Linked DNA regions of Anas platyrhynchos: region 2 is linked to region 1. Evidence: chromatin contacts called from public Hi-C data. All regions are on one chromosome and are shown on one strand. Each heading gives the region's core, a stretch centred on a gene start, on an enhancer-like site or on the middle of the called end of the contact. The rest is flanking DNA. Distances are from core to core; before and after follow the strand shown.

Region 1 (3,541 bases), core at 758-3,257:
ATCCTCCTGCACCAGGTCCATCTTGTGCACCAGGCAGAAGATCTTGGCGTCGGGGGAGTTCTGGAGGATGGCCTCCAAGCACGACTGGTAGTAGTGCATGTCCTTCTCCAGCTCGCGGCTCTCCACATCGAAGACGTAGATGAGGACTTCCACGTTGCGGAAGATGTTGTCCCGCTGGCTGGTGAAGTAGTTCTCCATGAACGTGTCCTGGCTGAGGAGGAGCAGAGCAACAGAAGCACGAGACCCTCGTCAGAGCAAGCAGGCTCACTTTTGGCTGCCATTCGCAAGAGAACATCCAGGTGAAGGGCTCGGGCTCCTTGCCAGCAGAAGAAATGAGCCAGCGAGGAAAGGGGGGGGACTTTCCTCGGCCTTTCCCGTGGAGGCAGCTCAGAGACTGCAGGCAGGAGGCCAGCCTCCTTCCACCCACAGCCCTAAGATGTGGGATCCGCTCTTCCCAGAGCTGCCTCACCAGTTCCACAGCGGCGAGCAGCGAGCCTGCTCCATACACGAGCAGCACGCGGCTGCCTTCGGGGCAGAAGGCCCTCGCTCTGCTCTGCTCTCGTTCCACCCCCACCCCGTTGACAGCACCAGCCCCCAGCAGCGCCAAAAGCAGCAATCCAAGCACCTACCCTCCACAGTCCCAGAGGTTTAACACCAGGTTTCCGAGGAACCTGACGTGGGAGTGCTCCACATCGACTGCAAAGAGACAAGGAGCAGGTTACCGACTGCCCTGCGCACCCAGACCACAGCCACCTCCTCGGGCAGCTCTTTGCCGTTCAGCTCAGGGTTATTAGAGCTCCGTCTGAACAGCACCGGGTGTAAATCCAGCTCCTGAGCAACCCAAGCCCTCCTGCCCGCCAGCCAGGCCGCCGCTGTGCTGTGGCAGGTGGCTCCCCCATCCCGACACCCACTGACCTCTGCGATATTTGAAGTACGGCACTAGCCCCAGCACGTTCTGCGAGGGCTTAAACCAGCCTTAAAAACACACAAACAGCGTAAACTTCAAGAGCCCACACCTACAGCAACACGGGGGCATGCGCCAGTCAGACATCAAGTCCTCCCGGAGCAATTGGAGGCTGTTGCAGGGGGCTTTCCACTCAGTGCTTTTTTTTTTTTTTTTTACACTGGTGGCTTTGGCAAAAAATAGAGGCTCGTTAAGACTGGTGCCTCCCCCTGCCACAACCACGGCACACAGCAACATCACCGTGCCTCCCTCTGGGCTCACGAGCAGCACGCTAAGGACAGGGAGGCCTCAGCACCAGGAAGAACGAGGAGGCGGCTCCGGGCACACCTCTGACAGCAGGTGCAGCAGCACCAGAGGCTGCTCCCTGATCGCCCCCCCCAAAAAAAAAAGGAAGGCTAAAAGTCCAGGCAGGACTGGACGCAGCGCTCAGGGCTCCTTCCCCTTTTGCTCCAACCTCATCCAAACCACGCAGCGAAGGTTGCCATGAGGAGGAAGCCCCCAGCTGCTGCTGGCACAGGCCGGGAGCGGCAGGGAGCAGCCCCCCCCTGTGACCCACAGCGCCTGCACCCCGGGGGCCCCCCGGCTGCCCCAGGAGAAGCCTTACTGGTGGCGCCCAGCCGGCGGGTGTCCCTGGCGATGTAGTTGGCGAAGATGATGGACCTCATGCTGGTCTTCCCCGAGCCGCTCTTACCCATCAGCAGCACCTGGAGGGGGGGGGGGACAAAAACAAAGAGCCGGGGTCAGCACCGAGCCCCGCACCCCCCCCCCCCATCACCCCCCCCCGCTGTCCCCTCACAGCGCCCCCAGGGCCCGGCCTGACAGGGCCCAGCCCCCCCCCACCCCCTCCCCCCCTCACCTTCTTCTTCATGGCGGCGCTCGGCATCCCCCAGCCGCGGGCACAGCACGGCGGCGCTCCGCGGGCCTTCCTCAGCCCTTCCTCAGCCTTTACTCCGGGTTTACTCCCGCTTTACTCCGTCCTTACGCCCCCCCCGCCCCCCCCCCGCCGCGCTCACGGGACCCAGCGCTCGGCGGCCGCCGCCGGTCACGTGAGCGCGCGCCCCGCCCCACCACGTGACGCCGCCAGAGGGGGGCGGGGAGGGAGGGGCGCGGAGTGAAGCGCGCGGCGCCATCTTGGCTGCGGGCAGCCCTCACTGAGGGGGGGGAAGCGGCCTGCAGGGGGCGCCGCGGGGCCGGGAGCGCTGCGCGGGGCTTGGGGCGGGCGGGGTGAAGCGCACACAGCGCCTCCCATATGGTCTAGCGGTTAGGATTCCTGGTTTTCACCCAGGCGGCCCGGGTTCGACTCCCGGTATGGGAAGGAGGAGAAATTTTTGTTCGTCCTCCGCTTTTGGGCCCTGAGGGGGCTGAGGGGGGGGCCCGCAGCCGGAGCAGGCACTGGGGGAGGCGGGAAGCGAGCCCCGAGCGGGGCGCTGAGGCAGAAGCTGAGGCAGAGCCCGCCCAGCGCGGCCCATAAAGGCCCTGGGGCCCCGCAGCCGCCCCCGCCTCCACCACCCGGCCCCGGCAGCGCCCTGAGGGGCCCGGCCCAGCCCCCGGCCCCGCGCAGGCTTTTAGGGGGGCCTGAGGCGCTGTGCGCATGCGCACTGCTCCCCACTACACACACGCACGCAATGCGCATGCGCCGCCACCGTGCGTCGCCCGCTCTGTGGCATGAGGCAGCACGCATGCGCACAGCCCCCTCCGCCGCGGGGCGCTGAGCACGCGCCGTGCCCTGCTCCGGGCAGGACGCAGGGCGCATGCGCGGCGCAGTGCGGGCGCGTCACCGCCCCGGCGCCTTGCCCGGCGGTGCGCCAAGGAGTGCGCCCACAGGGTCGGGCAGCGCGCATGCGCAGTGGCAGCGGCGGGAGGCGCTGGGCGCCCCCGTGTGGCGGCGGGGCGCCATGGCGCTGCCAAACCCCAATGAGCGCCACAGCCCCTGCCCTGACACTGACCGGCCCCACAATAAACTGTACCCGAGTTCAACATCTAAACGTCTTTTAAAGCCCTCCAGGGATGGTGACTCCACCACTTCCCTGGGCAGCCCATCCCAATGCCTCACAACCTCTCAGTAAAGAAGTTCTTCCTAATACCCAACCTAAAACTCCCCTGGTGCCACTTCAGCCCATTCCCCCTCATCCTGTCACCAGGCACATGAGAGAACAGACCAACCCCCACCTCACTATAACCTCCTTTAATTACTTATAAAGAGCGCTGAGGTCGCCCCTGAGGCTCCCAGCCCTTGCACTGATCCGGTGGTGGCAGCCAGCCCCATAGCTTGGTTCCCTGATGCTTGTTGGGGTTGAAGCTCCACCTTCCTTCCTGAGGAACAAAGACAGCCAGACAACCCCAAAATGCTTCACGGGCCGCACAGCACCAGTTCTTACTTGTGTAATTGCTACCGTTGTGCCATGGTGACCCCGGGCGAGTCAGGCACCAACACTGAGGAAATGTCTGCCCGGGGTCTCTGCCGCGCTGTGTTAGGGCAGGAGGCACCGTCTGAAGCTGCCCTGTGGCCACGCTCACAGCATCGCACTCCCAGCACACGAAGGCAGCTTCGTGCTCGCAAGCTTTCAATCTGAAAAG
Region 2 (3,917 bases), core at 248-2,747, 310 kb before region 1:
GCGCAGACTGACTGCTTTGCTTCCAGGAACTGGCTTCTACGGATCCGATGCTCAAGGGAACAGCCCCATGGGGAAGGAATGAAACAACAACACCCCTCCAGGCAGCAGGCAAAGCTGCTGGGTTGGGGTGCTGGGAGCAATGAGCGAGTGCCAGAGGCTCAGAGCTGTCAGTGCTACCTACTACCAGGGGATAAAGTCCTCTTTGGCAGGCAAGCCAGTGGGATAGCTCAGACAGGGGAAGTTTTTCAAGAGAGCCTCATCCCATAGCTGGCAGGGAGAGGGAGGAAGGAGCTATCCTGCAGCAGCCAGGTATGTCAGCTCTGTTTCCAAACCCCACGCTGATTTACAGATGATCAGCCCCGACAGGGAGCAGCAGATCTGTTTCATCCTTTTGCTGCCATTCAGGGCCTGCTGCCAGCCAACCCAGACACCTGGGCCACAGGTTCCTCAGGCAGGATGCTGCTCAGCTCCGCAGCTGGGAAACACGAGCTGCAGTATAAAGCTCAGGGCGGCCTCCCCAGCTGAGCAACAGGGCACAGCAGTTGCAGATGGCTGGCAGAGAAACGAGAGGAAAGTGCTGCTCTTTGTTAGAACAACCCAGGGCCGAAACCTGACCCAAGCAGGGGGAATTTCCCCCAGAAGAACCCCAGACATAAAGAGAACCCAGTGTCCGTACCTCTGGTCTGGATGCGGAAGTTGATCTTGCTTTCCGAGGGGTGGGTGATGCAGTAGCCACAGAACTGCACGTCGGGGCTGCAGGAGGAGAGAGAAGAGAGCAGTGAGGGCCAGGCCTGCCCACGGCACAGCTCGGGGAAGCCAGAGGCTCGGGCCAGCCAGACCTGCTGGGGTTGACAGAACCAGGGTCTCACAGCAGGGGTACGCTGACGGGGAGCAGCCTGTGTGACTTTATTCGTGTTCTCCACCTCGCTGCAGCTTTGCAAAGGAAAAAGGCGCCCAGGCACCAGCCTCGCACCACGGCCAGAGGAGTTTTAACTTTTAACCTTTGCCATATCAGACGTTAAACTTCTCCCACAGCTAACCACGGAGGAGCAGAGAGAGGCAGCCGTTACCCAAGGGCCAGCGAGCTGGGGGCCATAAACAAGGCAGAGCCACCCCCAGAGCCCCCCAAACCCCCCCATCGCCCCCCACCCCCCCACTCACTTCTTCATCACCATGTACCGCAGGGAGTTGCCCAGCGTGTGGTCCTCGTCGTGCAGCACGAAGGTGACGCAGCTCCCGTCCGTCCCATCCGCCTGCACCTGCCGCAAACGAGGTAAAAAAGGAGGTGAAGCCCAGTTGGGGTGTGGGGGGGGTGCCGGGGAGCCCCCGCCGCGCCGCCCCTCACCATCTCCAGCGCCGCCTTCCTCTCGCCCTCCTCCGCCATGTTGCGCCGCCGGACTACAACTCCCAGCGTGCCCCGCGCTGGGCTAGGGAGAGCCATCCAGGACTACACGGTGGGACTACAACTCCCAGCGTGCCCCGCGCGGCAGGAGGGCCTAACGGGGGCGCCGCCACCCGCGGGACTACAACTCCCAGCGGGCACCGCGCCGCAGACCGGAAGCGCGTCGTGGCGGGGCGGAGGAGCCGGGCGGGCGGTGAGCGGCGGGGCCGTGAGGGGCCGTGAGGGGAGGGGGGCGCGGGGGGGGCTCCTGTACCCCGAGGGGGGTTATTTTTGATTTTTTTGAGGAAAATTCATATGTTCTCTGCCTGGTAGGCGCTGCCTCACGGCGCTGGAGGGGCCTGGAGCGGCTGCGCGGCCGTGAGGGGCTGCTCGTGCCTCTGTGGTGATAACCGCAGTTACCCAAGGGTTTAATCGCTGCCTGCCCGCTCAGCTCTGTGGTGATTTTTTTTGTTGTTTTCGCCCCGGCTCCTTCAGGTGGAGGCAGCGGCTCCTGCAGGACGCCCCCAGGCAGCTCCAGCCCCCGTGGGCCCCGTCTGCAGGTGGGTGGCTCCGGCCCCGCGTTGCAGGCCTGTGGTGGTGCGGCCTGAGGGGCTGAGGGGGGCCCTGGGGGGGTTGAGGGAGGCTCCCTGAGGCAGCAAAATGTTTTGGGACCTGCCACTGCTGTGCCTGCTGTCACACAGGCAGCGTGTGGCTGATGCAGCAGGTCAAGGCTGGCTTAAAGTGATGGATGCGCCAGCTTGGCCCACCTGGGGCAGGATTTTGGGGAGCTCCAGGCTGGGGGCAGCCCCTCTGGGGGCAGCTCTCTGTGCACAGGCGGCCCTAAAGCCCTCTGGGTGAGCTGTGATATGGCAGGCAGGGAGGAAATGCTGTGGTCAGGCGTGTGAGAGGCTGGCAAATGGCTGGGTGCTCTGCTCGTCATATGATGTGCTGCCTGCCCGCTGAGCTCGGGGGAGCGATGTGAGGAAGGACGGGGCGCTTTGGAAGCGGGTTTTGAAGCTGCTGTAAAGCACCTGGAGCAGTGGGGTGGGGGCAGCGCTGAAATGTGAACACTGGGAGGGTCCCTGCCTCAAACGGGGCTTTGACGTGAGTGCTTGAGGTAAGCTCTTAGGCTCCAGTGAGTGGCTGCTCGGATACATTTGGTTTGATGGCGATTCTTTTCCTCCCTAAGCCTGTCAGTCGCTTTCTGAGCCCGTGGGAACTGTTCTGCTCCTCAGTGTGGTGTGGGAATGAGCTCCGGAGGATGCGCTGTGGGAACAGCCGCTTCCTTCTGTGGGACCTGTCCTTGAACTTCTCAGTTTTGTGTTAGAAACGGCGAGCAGTCACAGTTTTCTTCTCCGTTTGTATATTCTGTGCCCGCAGTGATCTCCAGGTGGGCGCTGACATTGATTGGCCTTAATAAGCACTGGCTGTGCCTGCCTGCAGAGATCCTCCTAGATCCGGGATGCGAAGCGGTGGGGCTCGCTCGCTGTGTTGCTGACAGACAGACTCTCTGCTAGAGGGCAGCTGTGAGCCTGCAAGTCCTGGGCTGGGGGAGGAAACCCAAACCTGGCTGTTTTTTACCTCTCTCTGCTGCCACTTTTAACCGTGCTGGAGTTCCAGCCTGGAGGGGAGAGGGAGCAGGCAGGGGAACACCTCTGATTCTTCAGCAGTGAGAGGGGACTGCTGATGTGGGTGCTCCTCATCCTCCTCCCTAACAGTGTGTGCTCCAGCTGGGTGTCAGTGCAGTTGTTAAAGTCCCTGAGCTGTGCCCAGATGAGGATGGAGCGGGGAAACAAGCAACGTGCGGCACAGGGAGGGCAAGGGGAGCTGTCATCTGGTGAAGAACAGCAGATAAACGCAGCGTGCTGCCTGTGCTCCGAAAATAGGCCTTGCTCTGAGGCGGGGAAAGTGAGAGGCCGGCCATGCAAAGCAGCACGAGGGGCTCCCCCGAATCCCTGGTGGAGATGCGTGGGGCTGAGAGGTGCCAGGTGTAAGGCAGGGGAAGTGAAAGCAGCAGCTCTGCCTGAGGGGGGGCTGCAGCCCAGCGCTTCCTTCCCCCCGCAGTTATTGGTGTGCTTTTGTGGTACCAGGCAGGAGCAGCAGAGAGCAGCTTCTGTCTGCACGGCGCGGGGCTTTCTGGGTGTCCTCCCTCCCCCCCCTGCTGACACCGAGCTCTGGCAGTTTTTCTAGAGCGTGCTGTGCTGGAGCTGCGTGCTCTGAGGGCTTCTGCTGCTCCGGTTCCCCCTTGGCTTGCTGTGGTCTCTTCTCAAACTAATTCTCTGCCTTCTGCTCCCGTAGGCGGTGCTGGCCCTGAGTTTCTTGGTGCTCCCAGCTGGTTACAGATTGGGGATTAACCATGGGGTGTCTCCTCTGGATTAATCCACACCTTTATGCTTTTCCCATCTGATCTCGAGCTCTCACACCCGCAGGAGGTTACCTGCTGCTGGCCGAGCCTGAATCCCTACGGCTCTGGCTGACAGAAAGCAGAACCATGAGCCCTGGTGCACTGCTTGGTTGTCTCTTAACTTCATGGTCT

Evidence for each region. Hi-C and Micro-C count contacts between places; a contact is called where the count stands out from the background.
Region 2: a Hi-C map of skeletal muscle shows a contact between it and region 1, with 2.7 times the contacts expected there. The contact joins the promoter of LOC101794354 here to the promoter of LOC101792295 in region 1. A contact is called at or near these places in 2 of 8 Hi-C or Micro-C datasets (liver and skeletal muscle).

The regions. Positions count from the first base shown.
Region 1 is chr10:7,972,975-7,976,515 of IASCAAS_PekinDuck_T2T, reverse strand. It overlaps LOC101792295 (ras-related GTP-binding protein A), which reads right to left and starts at 2,007. Exons shown (of 9, transcript XM_038184580.2): 1 at 1,821-2,007; 2 at 1,569-1,668; 3 at 630-696; 4 at 1-211. The coding sequence starts at 1,847. TRNAE-UUC (transfer RNA glutamic acid (anticodon UUC)) reads left to right here and starts at 2,208; the gene lies at 2,208-2,279.
Region 2 is chr10:8,278,634-8,282,550 of IASCAAS_PekinDuck_T2T, reverse strand. It overlaps LOC101794354 (DNA-directed RNA polymerases I and III subunit RPAC2), which reads right to left and starts at 1,497. Exons shown (of 5, transcript XM_038184089.2): 1 at 1,346-1,497; 2 at 1,162-1,259; 3 at 677-753. The coding sequence starts at 1,441. VAMP7 (vesicle associated membrane protein 7) reads left to right here and starts at 1,489. Exons shown (of 8, transcript XM_027456368.3): 1 at 1,489-1,595.